2 separate regions of the Sus scrofa genome follow, and region 2 is linked to region 1. A link is a contact called in public Hi-C data. All regions are on one chromosome and are shown on one strand. The core of a region is the stretch at or near the end of the contact, and the rest is flanking DNA. Distances in the headings are between cores, read along the strand shown. Region 1 overlaps RREB1 (ras-responsive element-binding protein 1). Region 2 overlaps LOC110261768 (a long non-coding RNA gene).

Region 1 (3,858 bases), core at 772-3,271:
GGTCTTTGGTGCAGAGGTAGCTCCTTGTGGCTGCAGGTGCACTTAGAAACACCCCTGCTATGGAAGCAGTCTCGTGGCTGTTAGCAAGTGAATAAATCACGGGGCAGTTTCCATATAGATTGTCAGGCAGCAAGGTTTGTTTCAAACCCGTCTGATTATAAAATACTCAAAGGGCTCTTGTCCTCTGTTCACGCGACCTGGAGAGCAGGCTGCTGTGCAAAACGCGTGCCTTAGGCAGTGAAATGGGACCTTTTAAAGACTCCTGTTGTCACTTTGGGAATCTTTCTAATCACATACAAAACTGTGAGGTCATTGAATTGTTTGCTAACCTCAACTTTACCATGCTCGCCATCCCCACGGCACATCAGCTGTAAGAGCGGGGCGCTTACCCGCGTGGAAGTTACCGAGGAAATCACGCAGCAGGAAGAAGCAGGAAACCAGTGGCTTTCATTGACATCCAGAAGCGGATCACAACTCACTGTTCCAGCTTCTGACGTGTTTTCTTCTTGGCCTGGTTCTCCTGTTCTCAAACTCACCTGATGTTGCTTTTTTGACAGTAAAATAGTATAGGTAAAAAGAAAAAGTGTTCTCTTTTTACTTAAAACAGAGCCTGAGTCTTTTTTTTTTTTTTTTTTTTTTTTTTGCTTTTTTCTTTTCTGGCTGCCCCATGGCGTATGGAGTGCCCAGGCCAGGGATCAGATCCAAGCCACAGTCACAACCTGCACCGCAGCCGTGGCAACAGCAGGCCCTTAACCCACTGCCTGGGGCTGGGGATTGAACCCGCGTCCCAGCGTTCCAGAGACGCTGCTGATCCCTTTGCACCACAGCAGGGACTCCAGAGCCTAAATAACTATTAAGTGTTCTGCTCAACTTTTGGTGGAAAGCGAGAAATAACGTGAAGGTGCACAAAGAACATTAAAATGCTTACCCAAAAGGCATGATTTTTTTTTTCTTTGATGAGGGCGTGTTCATAAAGTTAGCAGGAAACACGGGGGACTGGGCTTCTCCCCTTCCCCCCTCAGCCCACGTGGAGCCCCCTAGAGGTGCCCAGGCCGGGTGTCCGAGTCTGCTTCCCTGGTTTTTCATGGTCCCGGACACCGGTGTTCTTAGAAAGCTCCTCTGGTGACCACCACTCAGGAGGGAGCACATGGCCCCTTTCTCTGGTTACTGGGGTGCGGGGACTCAGGCAGAGGTTGCACACGATGTGCTGCAGGTGAGCGGCGCCCCCGGAGTTGTGTGGCCAGCAGTGCTTCCTCTCCTGCGAACCCCAGATGCCTGGCCCGTGCCATCTGTGCCTGGGCTTGTGCGCCTGCTCTGGTTCTAGGGTCCCTTGATGGCTCACCTCAGTCTAAACAGAAGGCCTCAGGCCCCGTTCAGTGTTTTGAGGGAGCCGTGCTTGTTGACTTCCCTGCCAGGTCTTGTGTGTGTGCCATTGCGGAGCCCTGGGGTCCAAGGGACAGCAGTGCTGGCTGCAGCTCCGCGTCCTGCTCGTGGGTACACGGAACCCTTTCCCTGCCAAGTCAGAACCTGGGACCCCGGCATGTGGCCGTTGGGGGAGAACTGAAGAATCAGCGAGGCCGTAGAAAGCACACCTCTGTCCTGCAGCCCGCACACTCCCTCTCCCAGCCGCCCCCTCTCCTTCCCTGCTCTGTCCGCACTCTGCCATTCCTTTGCCCCCTCGTCCATCCTTGCAGACACGGGGCCAGGGCTGAGGAGCCTGCGACAGGAATCCAGACAGAAGGAGAGGAGAGGCCAGGGTGGGTGTCGACCGGGGAGAGGCTGGCAGGTTGCCCGTCCTTGGGGTCGGTGGCGTTGGGGGGCACTCGGTGACGTAGCTGCACATGCGGGTTGCCGACTGGAGCACGTGGTCTCTGATTAGACTCAGGGACTGGTTGGTCACTGATCCGCCGCCAGCAGGAGCGTAGAAAGCAAAGAGACAGAGAACCTTTGTCCCCTGTCTGCCAGCAAGGACCACGGTGACCTTGGGCAGAGGTCAGACGGGAGGCATCCTGGGAAGTCAGAACTCAGCGCTTCCGGTGCAGGTGGGAGGGCCAGACCCACAAGGTCAGGAAGGGGACCAGCCTCCGAGACATCCGGGGGCCTCAGGATTCCTCCAGGAGGCCCGGGCGTTCCCCCTCGCCCCATGTCCCTGGCACTTGCCAGGCCGGAAGTGACCTCGTCAGGCCTCCTCTCGGCTGTGCTGAAATCCCTTCTCTCACTTTCGTTGTTGTTGTTGTTGTGTGAGGTTTTTAATTGTAACACTGTTATTTTACTTATATGTATCTTGCTTTCATTGCTGACTTTTAGTATTTTGAGGACAAAACCTTTATTTTGCCCGCTCAGAGCAGGGGAAGGTGACCACTGGAGTTGTCGATGTTCTCAGTGTATTTTTTAATGTGTTTGATTTATTTTCTTGAAAGAAAGGGTGGAGGATGGGGGAAAGCAAATGCCAGTAACCTCAGGAGAAGGAATCGTTGCAATAGAAAGCCAGATAAATATGTATTTTTTTTCCTGCTTCAGGTCAGAAACCCTTCCCTTGTCAAAAATGCGGTGCCTTCTTTTCCACCAAATCTAACTGTGAACGCCACCAGTTGCGCAAACACGGAGTTACGGCCTGTTCCCTGAGAAGAAACGGGCTTATCCCCCAGTCCAAAGAGAGTGATGTTGGAGCCCATGATAGCACAGGTAGTGCTTCCAGGTGATGCAGAGACAGGGCCAGAGGAGGCGCCGCAGGTGCGCTGCCAGAGAAGGTCTGCCCCCAGCCCCAGCCTGTGCCCATTGTGGCTGCTGGCCCCTGGCGTGGGCCGCACAGGCAGGCCTGCAGAATAGCGCTTCGCAGGAGCACTTCGCAAGGGCTGTGAGCCCCCTCGCCTGGTGTTTTCTGAAAGCCAGCCCTGCTGGCCGCCCCCTCCAGCGCAGGGGTGGGCCCGCTCAGACCTCAGGGTGCTGCAGGAGCTAGTGATGCCCAGCCCGCCGCAGGGAGGCGGGGCAGGGGCGGTATTCTCCTTTTCAGTAACTCTCTTCCCAGTAAAAAACTTGGTCGTGTTTGAAAAAGCACTCTGCATGTCCTTTCTTTAATCACATCTCTGCTTGACCTGAATCCGGGTATTATTCTCATGTGCTGATCTGTGCTTCCTTCCTCCAGCCCCTCCAGAGCAATTAACGGCTGCCCATGCGTCTCCTGCCACCTTTTCTTCCCTTACAGCTTCTGTATTTACTCACGTGCTCTGTTCAGTATATGCCATTATCTCCGGCTGCTGGGGTCTTGTGTCCCCTACCCCCCAAAACAAACAAACCAAACACCGGCTGCTGCGGGTTTCTCGGACACAGGGCTGTCTGGCCTCTGCTGAGTGACTGTTGCAGGTACAGGTTCAGTTTGGCAAATCTTGAAAGTTTGGACACGTCCCCATGTTTTGAAGCTGAGGCGAGTCCCCAAAAATGTATTTTTCTAGGGTTGTGACTGAGTCCTTGAGATTGGACAGGGTGGGGTGCTGTGCTGTCTGGGGGTCTCCTCCTGCACTGCGTCAGTGTGGACGGGAGCGGGGGGAGGGGTCACACTTGGGGCCGTCAGACCCTCTTAGGGTTTGGAAGTGGGGGCCATTCTGCCGCCTCCCCCCTCCAGCTACCCGATTCACATGACTGGCCAGGATCCTTGAGGAGAGAAAGGTCTTACTGTGACTTGGGTGCCCTTGGGCCTGAGGTCACAGGGTGACTTGCTCTTCAACTCCAGAAGAGTGGCAGGAGGCTGGCACTGCCCACCTTGGTCTCAGACAGCCCCCTGTGTCTGGCCCCCTTTCTCCCAGCCCACCTTCAGAAAGCAGCTGAGTGACGGTCCCATCCTGGTCCCGAAGGTGGGGA
Region 2 (3,858 bases), core at 709-3,208, 330 kb before region 1:
GAGGGATCCCTGAATTCTACGCCTTAGGTCTCTTCTGCTTGTATTCTCCCTTCTGACTTAATTTTTTCTTGTCTTCCATCAATCTCCTCTAAAATATTAGCAACCCGCAGAAGTAAAACCTCAAGGCTTTTTCCAGCCAATCAGGCTAGAGTTCATCAGCGTCCCAAGGACAAACGTCCTGGGAAAGATAAAAAGCCAGAAACAGAGAGAAGGTGGAAGAAAGGAGAGGAGGGATGGTTGCATGCACTCGTACTTTGATCCAAGCGTCAGAAACAGATTGGAAGCTTCCAGCAGCAGAGCCTAGAAAGACTCAAGACTCAAGCGACAGGGTGGCCCTTGTCCCCCAGGGGTTTATCGTGGCATAAAGGAAACTGAAGCCCACCCAGAAACAGGAGAGGACAGGGCAGAGCATCCGGGGTCTGGACGCAGGGCAGAGAAAGAAGGAGGTCGCTTCTCTTGGGTGATCAGAGGAGACTTCAGAGAGGGGGTGAGTTGAAGGTGACTTTTCAGTAATGGCTAGAATTTTATCAGGTAAAAGAGGAGGGATTTCAGAAGAACATGGCATAGGCAAGGACAGAAATGTGGGAAGGAAGCGAGAGCACTTTTAGAGAAGGGACTAATCTCGTCTGACCAAAAAAAAAAAAAAAGACATGTAGAGGTAAAAAATAATAATAATAATTTTTAAACATTTAAAGGTTTTTAAAAACTTTTAACAATTAAAATTTTTTTTAATGTCTTAAAGTACATACAGAGAAAGAGTAAGAGATGAGCTGGAAAGGCCACTTGAGTCCGGCACTCAGGAGGCTGAGAGGTCTGGCCCTGACCCTGCAGGCAGTGGGGGCACAGGTGCAGGCGCAGAGCCACTGGCCTGGGTCAGCCCTCTGCTGGAGCCCGCCCTGCCAAGAAGAGAGGGGCACGGTAAGGCTCCCAACTCCATCTGACCTTAAAATCACCCAGGATCATCTTTAAAAATGACCAGATGATCGATCATAGTTAACATACTCAGTGGGTCCCACCACAAATCTCTAGAATCCAAAACTCCTGGTGATTTTAATGACATGCCATTTGGAAAACTTCTACTTCTGGCTAAATCATTCCCCAAAGAAAGCATAACGATATCTGCAGGAATCCTTGGAAATTATTCATGCCCCACCACTTCCTCTAGTCTGTCTTGTCTGTGCAAATGCAGCTAGTCCACAGCAGAGATCTGCAGCTTGGCTGTCCAGCAACTCCTTTCTCCTATAACCATCCCCAGATCCCTACAGATCACCTGCTGCCCCATTCTCAGCCCACTGGCTTTGGGTAGAGGCAGCTGGCAGGGAGTGGATCGTATGACCTGGGTTAGCCAATCAGTAGATGATACACTCTCCTGGCCGTATGATTGGTTCAGGGGCAGGCTGTTGGCCCAATCAGAGGCTCTGAGGCTTTGCTTGGGAATCGTAAGCCAATCATCTTCGCTTTTTGAATCCAGCATTCCCCCCCCCACACACACACACACCTTGAGAGCAGCTGGCAGCCGTCCTGCAAAGGGAGAGCCCTGACTCAGAAAAGAAGTCACACCAGGGCTGGGCTCTATCACCTGAGGCTTGAATACAATCTCACCTCAAGCCACACCCCGTGTACTCTGGACTCCTTGGTTACACCAGCCGGCATATTCCGTTTTGCTAAGCCTATTTAGATCAGGCTTCATGCCAGTTGCAACTGAATTATCACTGATAGAAGGTACAGAGTCTTTCAAGTACAAGGAAAGCAGGTACCCTTAGTCATCTTCAAAGGAAGCTGTCCTCCTGAGACAGAGGCAGACTGCTGGCACCTTGAGCTCATTTCAAAAATTCTTTTGGAAGCTTCTAGAGACAGCAACGAAAATGGTTTCTTTGTTAGGCCAAAGAACCTCTCTCTTGATGATGCAATAATTCCATCTCCCTGTGTGTGGTGACTGGGCAATGTGTTTAAAGGACACACGGTAAAAATCTTCTTTATATTATCTAAGCATAAAGAGTTCTGCAAAAATCAGGAAGAACTGTGCTGGCTGGGACCTGGAAAGTCAGTTCCTGGGTGTCCTCCTAAGGGGTCTATCAGTGTGACTGATGGTTTATGTGAACATATGTCAGACACAGCACCTGCTAACAGGACACAAGTCTGTTTGCTTTTCCCTTTGAGACTTTGCAAAGCAACAAACCTGGGAGAAACTTTTTGAATTTCCATGTCACAGGTGAGGAAAAGAGGAAGGAAGAAAAAGAAAAACGAGAGAGAAAGGACCCAGACAGGAGAGTCTGGGAGTCATTTTCTCTGTTCTAATTCTGGCAGCGAGCCCCTTCCTTTCCCCAGACCACCTCAAGGAGAGTTCACCGGACATGTAGGTGCAGATAAATAGCCTGCCCTCTGACAGGCTTCTGGCAAAAAGACTTTCATTTTTGTGTTTAAATTTCAGGACTAAGGAGACTGATGCTTTATTATCCAAAAAAACTCACCTGCCCAGACTTGGTACTTTCTGACAAATAACCTAAGACAAACCCATGTCGTATTACTGTCTGGACTCTAAAGAGTATTTTGAAGCCCCTTCGAGTGGTATCTGCACTGTAAGAAAAAGAGCAGTGAGGGTTATTCCCAGGCTAACATCAGCGGTGAATTTCCCTGAAGGCTCTCTGTAACCATGCAGTGTTCCCCCCGACACCCTGAAGGGCCGCTGTGAAGGCCAGCGAGTACCACCAAGGTTCAATCCCTGACACCCTCACCAACCTTCAGGACTGAGAAACGTGTGTTCGGCTTGCTGAACATTTCAAAAGCCTCTACCTCTTCCAAGGGAGCGAGCCGGGGAGAAAAGCATTGATACCAGGACCAGAATCGAAGGATAGATTCTACAAACTCCAAACCAAATCCTTTGTCCATCGAGTCATCCATTCAACAAATACGGGTTGAGGTCCTCCTGGGTGCCAGCCCCAGTCTCGCGCTGGAGGTAAAACACCAAGCAGGCCAGTTAAGTCCCAAGGAACTTCCACATTCGAGAGAAGGAGGATGATAAAAACAGGTGAAAAATGCCTGGGTACTGGAATAGCAATAGCCTAGCACGTTAGGCAAAACTAAAGCCGAGCGGGGACGTTGGGGTCGAGAGAGGTCATAGGCCTGGAGTGCTCAGGTGATGCGAAGAAAGGCCCCAGTGTGGCGGTTCTGAGCCGAGCAGCCCAGGGGGAGGAAGGGGCCAAAGCCTGCGGGCGGTGGGGGCCAGGTTTGGAGGCTGATGCGATGGTGGGGCAGGAGGTGAGAGCAGAGAGCTGCCCGAGACCCCCTGAGGGAGCTCACAGATCCTCATAGGCGTGGAAAGGAGAGTGGGTTCTAATGGAACCATGACCAGAAGCCGCGAGGGGGTCTAAGCAGGGAAGTAAAGGGATTTGTGTTGCGCTCTGGGGGCCTGCGAGGCATGGATGGTAGGAAGTGAAAGCAGAAGCGAGGAAGCCGGCGGGGAGCCTGTCCAGTGATGTCACTGGGGCTGCCCGCCGTCCGTGCTCTCAGCTCTCCCCCCGGGCAGCAGGCACCTGGGAAGCAGTGGTCCAGGGGATGGATGCAAAATCCTGGTCTCAGGGGAGCTTGCAGCCTCCCGGTGAGGCAGAGAGGTAACACTTAGCTAGGGCACAGCATGGGAGGCGATGGGGGACCTGGGCTGGAGAAGCGGCGGCGGAAGGACGTCCCAGGTGGAGGCCTGGAGGGCCGGGCGCCCTGCCGGGAGGGTGGGTGTGAACTGCTGTCCCTGTAGGAGGGAGCAGCACCCAGGGGCGCGCTGGCTGCCTGGCGCGGCTGCCTGCCGCCTTTGTTAAGGGGTTGGGTGCCCTCCCCCGCGGGTCTGCCAAGCCGCCCCCAGCC

Evidence for each region. A called contact is a pair of places that touch in the nucleus more often than the background predicts.
Region 2: a contact with region 1 is called in a Hi-C map of liver, with 9 times the contacts expected there. The contact joins two enhancer-like sites. A contact is called at or near these places in 1 of 47 Hi-C or Micro-C datasets (liver) and 2 of 2 datasets of contacts at active chromatin or transcription factors (alveolar macrophages and skeletal muscle).

What each region holds. Positions count from the first base shown.
Region 1 is chr7:4,627,475-4,631,332 of Sscrofa11.1, forward strand. RREB1 (ras-responsive element-binding protein 1) reads left to right here. Exons shown (of 16, transcript XM_005665552.3): 13 at 2,521-2,685. Among named protein-coding and RNA genes, the nearest start is that of SSR1, 56 kb to the right of the region's middle. Within about 2 kb of position 2,022, at least 15 of the 83 cell types and tissues checked have an H3K27ac peak or open chromatin away from gene starts, as enhancers often do. A contact at or near this core is called in liver, where this site is marked.
Region 2 is chr7:4,298,038-4,301,895 of Sscrofa11.1, forward strand. It overlaps LOC110261768 (a long non-coding RNA gene), which reads left to right. Exons shown (of 4, transcript XR_002346278.1): 4 at 1-3,858. Among named protein-coding and RNA genes, the nearest start is that of LY86, 190 kb to the left of the region's middle. Within about 2 kb of position 1,959, at least 12 of the 83 cell types and tissues checked have an H3K27ac peak or open chromatin away from gene starts, as enhancers often do. A contact at or near this core is called in liver, where this site is marked.